2 separate regions of the Neogale vison genome follow, and region 1 is linked to region 2. Evidence: chromatin contacts called from public Hi-C data. All regions are on one chromosome and are shown on one strand. The core of a region is the stretch at or near the end of the contact, and the rest is flanking DNA. Distances in the headings are between cores, read along the strand shown. Region 1 holds the start of SMIM29 (small integral membrane protein 29). Region 2 holds the start of RPS10 (40S ribosomal protein S10).

The links. A called contact is a pair of places that touch in the nucleus more often than the background predicts.
Region 1: a contact with region 2 is called in a Hi-C map of muscle, with 5 times the contacts expected there. The contact joins the promoter of SMIM29 here to the promoter of RPS10 in region 2. A contact is called at or near these places in 2 of 3 Hi-C or Micro-C datasets (fibroblasts and muscle).

The regions. Positions count from the first base shown.
Region 1 is chr1:118,419,178-118,422,467 of ASM_NN_V1, reverse strand. It overlaps SMIM29 (small integral membrane protein 29), which reads right to left and starts at 1,889. Exons shown (of 5, transcript XM_044255081.1): 1 at 1,844-1,889; 2 at 597-780; 3 at 386-411; 4 at 1-84. The coding sequence starts at 707.
Region 2 is chr1:118,250,776-118,253,819 of ASM_NN_V1, reverse strand. RPS10 (40S ribosomal protein S10) reads right to left here and starts at 1,561. Exons shown (of 6, transcript XM_044255058.1): 1 at 1,457-1,561; 2 at 481-630; 3 at 83-254. The coding sequence starts at 630.

The DNA of each region.
Region 1 (3,290 bases), core at 640-3,139, 170 kb before region 2:
AGCAGCTCCTGCTCAGCCTCATGCAGCTCCTCTGCGGGGTCGTAGCTGTACATGGGGAGCAGGTGATGGCGAAGCCGGTCCACTCTGGGGAGCAGGGGAGGGCACTCAGCCCAGGGGAATCCCACTCCCAACACCTAAGGCCCTGGGGGCCTCTGGGGGCACACTACGGTTCTGAGAATACATGCCCGGTTCTAGAAGGGGCCCCTCTTCAGGGGTTCCAAGCCCAGTTTGGGCAGGAAACCCTCACAGCAGGGTGTAGGGAATTTTGGGCTGGTATAAGGAAAGCCCAAAGGCATCTTAACCTCGGCTGTAGAGAACCAAGCCTATGGGAAGAAACTTATGAGCCAAATGCAGGGGAAGTAACACTGGGGACAGGGACACTCACCGCTTTTTCTTCTGGACATACATTACCTGTAACAGAGACACAGCGCTGTGCAGGCTGCTGAGCCCAGGACGGCCCATGAGAGACCCACCTCTACCCCTTCACCCATCACAGCAGGACAGTGGAGATGAGTGGTGCAGGTTCACCAGCCCCACCACCCCCACTCCCAGCCAAAGTGTGTGTGTGTGTATGTGTGTCCGTGGGGGCTCCTTACCACAACCACCACCACCCCGACCAGGGTGATGAGGAAGAAAGGCCCCAACACGTAGCCCACCATGGAGTCGCTGTTGGCCTGGGGGGCATTGGGCACTGTAGTGTTACTCATGACATCGGCAGCTGGAGGGCTGGGTCGCCAGCATGGGCAGTGGGGCCTCGGGAGGGCGCCTCCACCAGGCTCCCTGCGGAGGAGAAAGGGAGGTGATTCGTTTGGCCCAGGGTGCCAGCCAAGCTCTGGATCCCTTTCCAAGAGCTGGTGATATATCAAAACTTAGGTCAGGCCCTGGGACGAGGGGTCCTCCAGGTCAGTGTGCTGGGCTTAACCCTCCAGTGACTCCAGGGAAATCCTGGGTGTGGAGGGCACCAAGGGGAGGCCAAGTGCTGCCCGGTTCCTGTCCCCAAGCCAGGGTGGGGCCCAGCTCTGGTGCTGGCCAAACACTGGCACCATCTCCTGGGAAAAGCTTAGATCTACGTTCGGAGCTCCTATTCTAACCTCTGGGGACACTGGGCGGCCAGCACCTGTCCAGTGGAGCAAAAGGGGGAGATTTGACAGATATATGAGGGTCCTGCGCTGTAGGGCCTCCGTGTGAGGCAGGAGCATCAGAAGGAGCCTGCCCCAATCCTGGTCCAATACCCCCACTTAGGCTACAGGCCTTCTCTGTGCCCTCCTTGTCCCTGGTGTGAGTGCGGACATACAGCCAGGACAGCCTCTCCTCCACTGTGATCGTGCCAGGGCGGACACGAGTGGGCAGGTATCTGCGAGGTGATGTCACCTACCTCTGGTCCCCAGCCGGGGCTCCGCCCAGGTCCCTCCCCTCTTTTAGCGTGGGCTGACAGGCGGAGGTGAGAGGGTCAGCTCCCATCGACAGATGCAAGGAGACTGCCGAGGGGCTCCTGTACGCAGACCCCAAAGTCCCCGACCCCGCTTCGCTTGGGTCTCCACTGGGGGACAAGGTATGAACTACCTGTCCCGGTGTCCGTGGGGGCACCGAGCTTGCACGGTCGCATGCACGCCGTCCCACGGTCGAAGGGACCTGCCGAGGTGGGGCGGATGTCGGGCCGCTCCCAGGATGCGGACCAGCATCGCCGAGTGGGAGGTATAGTTCCCACGACGCTGGGCGCCTCAGGCCGGGGAAGGGAGTTTGGGGGGCTGCAGGTAGAGCCCGGACATCCCGGAATCGCGGCACCCCGAGACGTGGACCCGCGCCGGCGCTCTGCAGCCCATCCAACCCGAGCATGCCTTACCTCCCGCCGCAGCAGCCCGGACAGGAACGCCCTCGGTTGGCTCCCAGGCCCCGGAAGAGCCGGCAGGCGCGTGATCAAAGGACCCGGGGAAATGGGCGGGGCCTCAGCCCCGGGGTGCAGCCAATCCAGTGGCGGAAGGCTGCTGGCCGGGAGACTTCTGGAGCGGCCAATCCGGAGCTGGGGGGTGCGCGGGGCGAAGGCGGGGAGGGCCGGGGTTGCAGGGCCCACCCCGCGGCAGTAGGGGGCAGGCGAGCGCCGCGCAGCGGGGGTAGAAGAGCGCGCGGGGAGGGGCGGGGCAGCTTCCCGGCGTTCCCCGGGGCGGACACCGGCCGGGCGCCCGCGCGGGGGATCTCTGGTTGCGGACTGCGGCCCGGCGTTGCTTCCTCGTCCTCCCGGGTGGAACCCAGGTGTCGGGCCAGGCCACACCCTGAAGCTTAGTCCCGGCGTGCGGCGACTAGCAGCTCCCTCCGCCGCTGGGACCCTGCTCGGGGCCTCCACGGACTCCATTAGTGGTTGCGGAGCCTTCCAGGCCTCCTAGTGCCCCCAGGGGCCCACGGGGTTGTGCTCAGAGGGTAGATAGAGTAGGCAAGCCTGGGTTAGCTCCTGCCAGACCCACTCACCCTCCACCCTTCTCCGCACCTCAGTCTTAACGTCTTGGAAACAGGTTCTGGTGAGGATTAAGCGATCGCGTGGATGAGGAGTCCAGGACATACTAGGCCCTGTTAAAATCCCTCACTAACCTCCGTCCTGTTTGCAGGGGCACTGATGGAGTAGCGGGGTGCAGTACCCCCGGGCCACAAGCAACTTAAGTAGGTAAATTTGGAACCTTTAGTGGTCTAGCATTACAGTGGCACACACCATAGATGGACTGATGGATTGTACCAATGTTCGCATCCTGGTTGTGATACCCCGCTATGTCAACATTGGAGGAAGCTAGGCAAAGCGCAAAGGGGGTGTCTTATTTCTTACAACTGCATGTGAATCTACAATTACTTCAAGTACGTGTGTGTAGCTTTGTACCCAGACCTTCCCACCTTTCCCCCCAAATCACACACGGTTATCAAAGCTCCAGACTGGCAGGTGATGGAAGCCACCCAGAAACATAAAAGATGTGGGACCTGAACCAGGCTGAGGCGCTCCAGGGTCCTTGGGTGCTACTGGAGTTAAAGGGATAACCTAGATCACCTCATTCTTGCCAGAAATAACCAATGGCTTGGACATGGTTGAGCCACTTGGTCTGGTCTGGTCTGTTTCCTTGGGCCCTTCCAAAAGGAGGTTGGATGCCTCTGCATAGACCAGCCTAGAACCAGAGGGCTGTTGGGAACTCTGGCCTCTTGCCTTCAGACACCATCGTCTGACAGGTAGGAAATCAGAGATAAGGGGAAAGGAATGACAGAAATGCCTGGATCCAGAGGCTACGGGTGGATCCCTGCTGTTCTCAGACTTT
Region 2 (3,044 bases), core at 312-2,811:
TCTGTCTGATCCCCCCAAGTTTCACATACACCCCCCCAGAGAAGGATCAACTTCAGAGCAGGCCTTTACATGGGCAACATACCTTTGGGCCGTGGTCTGCCAGTCTCAGGGCGGCTGCGGCGCAGAGTGGCAGGCACAATCTCAGGGGGCAGGTGGAGGTAATCACGCAGATACTGGATACCCTCGTTGGTAAGGTACCAGTAGAAATGTCTCCAGGCAAACTGTTCCTTTACGTAGCCTCGTGATTTGAGAGACTGGAAGACAGAAAACAACTATCAGGACAGAACCAGAGGCTTCAATCGAGAAGCTTGGCGCAAAAGGAAGCTAAATTGCATAGACGAGTTTTCATGGTGTATCTACCTCAGCGCCCTTCAAGGCAGCAAGCAGCTCTGGCTGTCCTGACCTCTCCTTGGAATGTGCCTCGAACATTTAGTGGAAAATCCCTCCATCTGCACCCCACTCAAGCAGCCCCCAGGCTACCTGCATGGCCTTCATGACGTGAAGATTGGGAACGTTCTTGTCTGCCAACTCAGGGTGTTTGGGCATGTGGACATCCTTCTTGGCCACCATCACTCCCTCCTTGAAAAGGAGTTCATAAATGGCAATTCGGTTCTTCTTGGGCATCAACATCTGGAAGGAAGCATATCATCAGAACATTTCTGAGCAATGAAGCCAGGGCCCAGCAACCAAGTTCAGGACCCCAGAACGATCCCCAGGGAATCCCAGTCCAAAGGGCGGGTACCTCAAACCACACCGTGATAAACATGCAGAGAGAGCTTCAAACCCTGCAAAACTGGCTACCCTCCTCCACCTCTCAAACACCCTGGAGGAAAAACTTGCCATGATGTTTGAGCAAAACAGGAGTAGGGTAACTGCTCGCTACAGACTTTACTCTCACACCCACAGAAATATAACGTAGGGGCGGGGGGCAGCAAACCTTGTATTCCCGGACTATTTGGGTTAACACCAGCAACTGTACCTAGCGCGGAATACTTCCAGGGGCAAGGACGCAGGGTGGGCCTGGAGGGGAGCCCTCCCTTCGTGACAGGCCGCTGACCCCAAACCAAAGGGCCAAGGCCTTCGCACCCTCATCCCCTACCACTCTTTCCCCCAAACCAGAGCTCCAGGACCAGACCAGGAGGCGGTCAGGGATGAGGGACTCCGTATCGAAACAAAGGCGGGCAAGGGGGCCGCAGTCTCCCTAACCTCGCCAAAAGAGTCGCCGCGGCACCAGGGTTTCAATCCTCCCCGCCTCGACCTCCGCCAACCGGCCGCCAATCTTCTACCAGCTCCCCACCGCCCCCCGCGAAGTGCGCCCCCGGCCCATCTATCCAGAAATGGGCGCGCGGGGGAGCCACAGTGGCTCCCCCGTCCCGACGCCGGGGACAAGCGGCGACTACGACAGCTGGAAAACCAGGATGGACACCGATGGAAATTGGACCGCGGAGAAACGCACCTCGGCGGCTGCTACGTCCGGGGCCGGAGCTGGAAAGGAAAGGGCATGCGCGACGCGGCGCGGCGTCTCTTCCGGGCTGGCGTGCTCCGCCCCCCGCGAGGACCCGCGGGCCGCCTGGGGTGGCCTCGGAGGTGCCTAAAAGGGGCTGGATCGGAGGCGGCCGCGGACGCTGACCTCCCCGACCAGAATCGCACGTGGGAACCCTCGCTGGAACCTGTGAGCCTGCGTGCTTGTTCGGAGCATGGTTACTTTTATGCTTGGACAGGCACTTTAGAAGCACGCCACTTCTTTATTTCTTATCGACAAATTAACATTATCATGGAAGTAATAGATGTTTTTTGAGCGGGGAGAGAATAAATAGACAGAACAGTAACAGAGATAAAAGAATGAAACAGAATCCTATAGGCTAAAGAGAATGGCCATTCACATTTTGGTATATGTTTTTCCAAACTAAAACGCACCCAAGCAAATATATGTATGTATTTGAGAAAAATACATACCTGTATTATGTAAGATGTGGTTGGTGACCTGTGTTTTTCCACTTAACAATACATCGTAATTTCATGTTAGTTAATATCTAATTTGTAATGACAGTAGTCCTCTGTAGGATAGTTTAATCAATACCCTATGACTGGATATATATTTTTAAAGCCATTCACTATTATCAGTAATAATACCACACACATATGTGCACAATTGTCTACTATTTTCGTTAGAATATGCTCCTGGAAGTTGTAATTATTGAGTAACAAAGCACACATTTGTACATTTTTGACACAGTCTGCATTGATTTCCAGGAAGGCATTATCAATTTCATTCTAGGCAATGGTGACTAACAAGGCTCACATTCCTATTAATCCTGCTAGGATTGGATAATATTCTTATTCATTTTTTGTCAGTCCGATAGTAAGAAATATTAATTTAATTGCTCTTTTAATTCATTTTCATTGACTACTTATGCAGCTCATCTTTTGTATTCCTTCTTTTATTAATGGTTCATTTCCACCATCAGTTTTCTTATTGAAAGTTTTTTCCTATTGATTTGAAATCACTTTTTACATATAAAAGCTGTTAATCCTTTGTCACATACTTCTTCAAGAATTTACCCCATTTTTTCATTTGTTTTTATTTTCATGATATTTTGAAATGGAAGTTTCACATTTCTTTATATCCAAATCTTTATGGTTTCAGACTTTGGTACAATGTTTGAAAAGTCACTCAGCATCTCAGCATTATATAAATATTCACCTAGTTTTTCAAGTATATTTTTGTGGTCTTATTATTTAAAAAGAAATATTTCTGGGCACCTGGGTGGCTCAGTAGGTTAAAGCCTCTACCTTAGGCTCTGGTCATGATCCCAGGATCCTGGAATTGAACCCCACATTGGGCTCTCTGCTCAGTGGAGAGCCTGCATTCCCCTCTCTGTCTGCCTGCCTCTCTGCCTACTTGTGATCGTTGTCAAATAAATAAATGAAATCTTTTTTTTAAAGATTTTATTTATTTATTTGACAGAGAGAGATCACAAGTAGGCAGAGAGGCAGGCAGAGAGAGGAGGAAGCAGGCTCCCCACTGAGCAGAGAGGCTGATG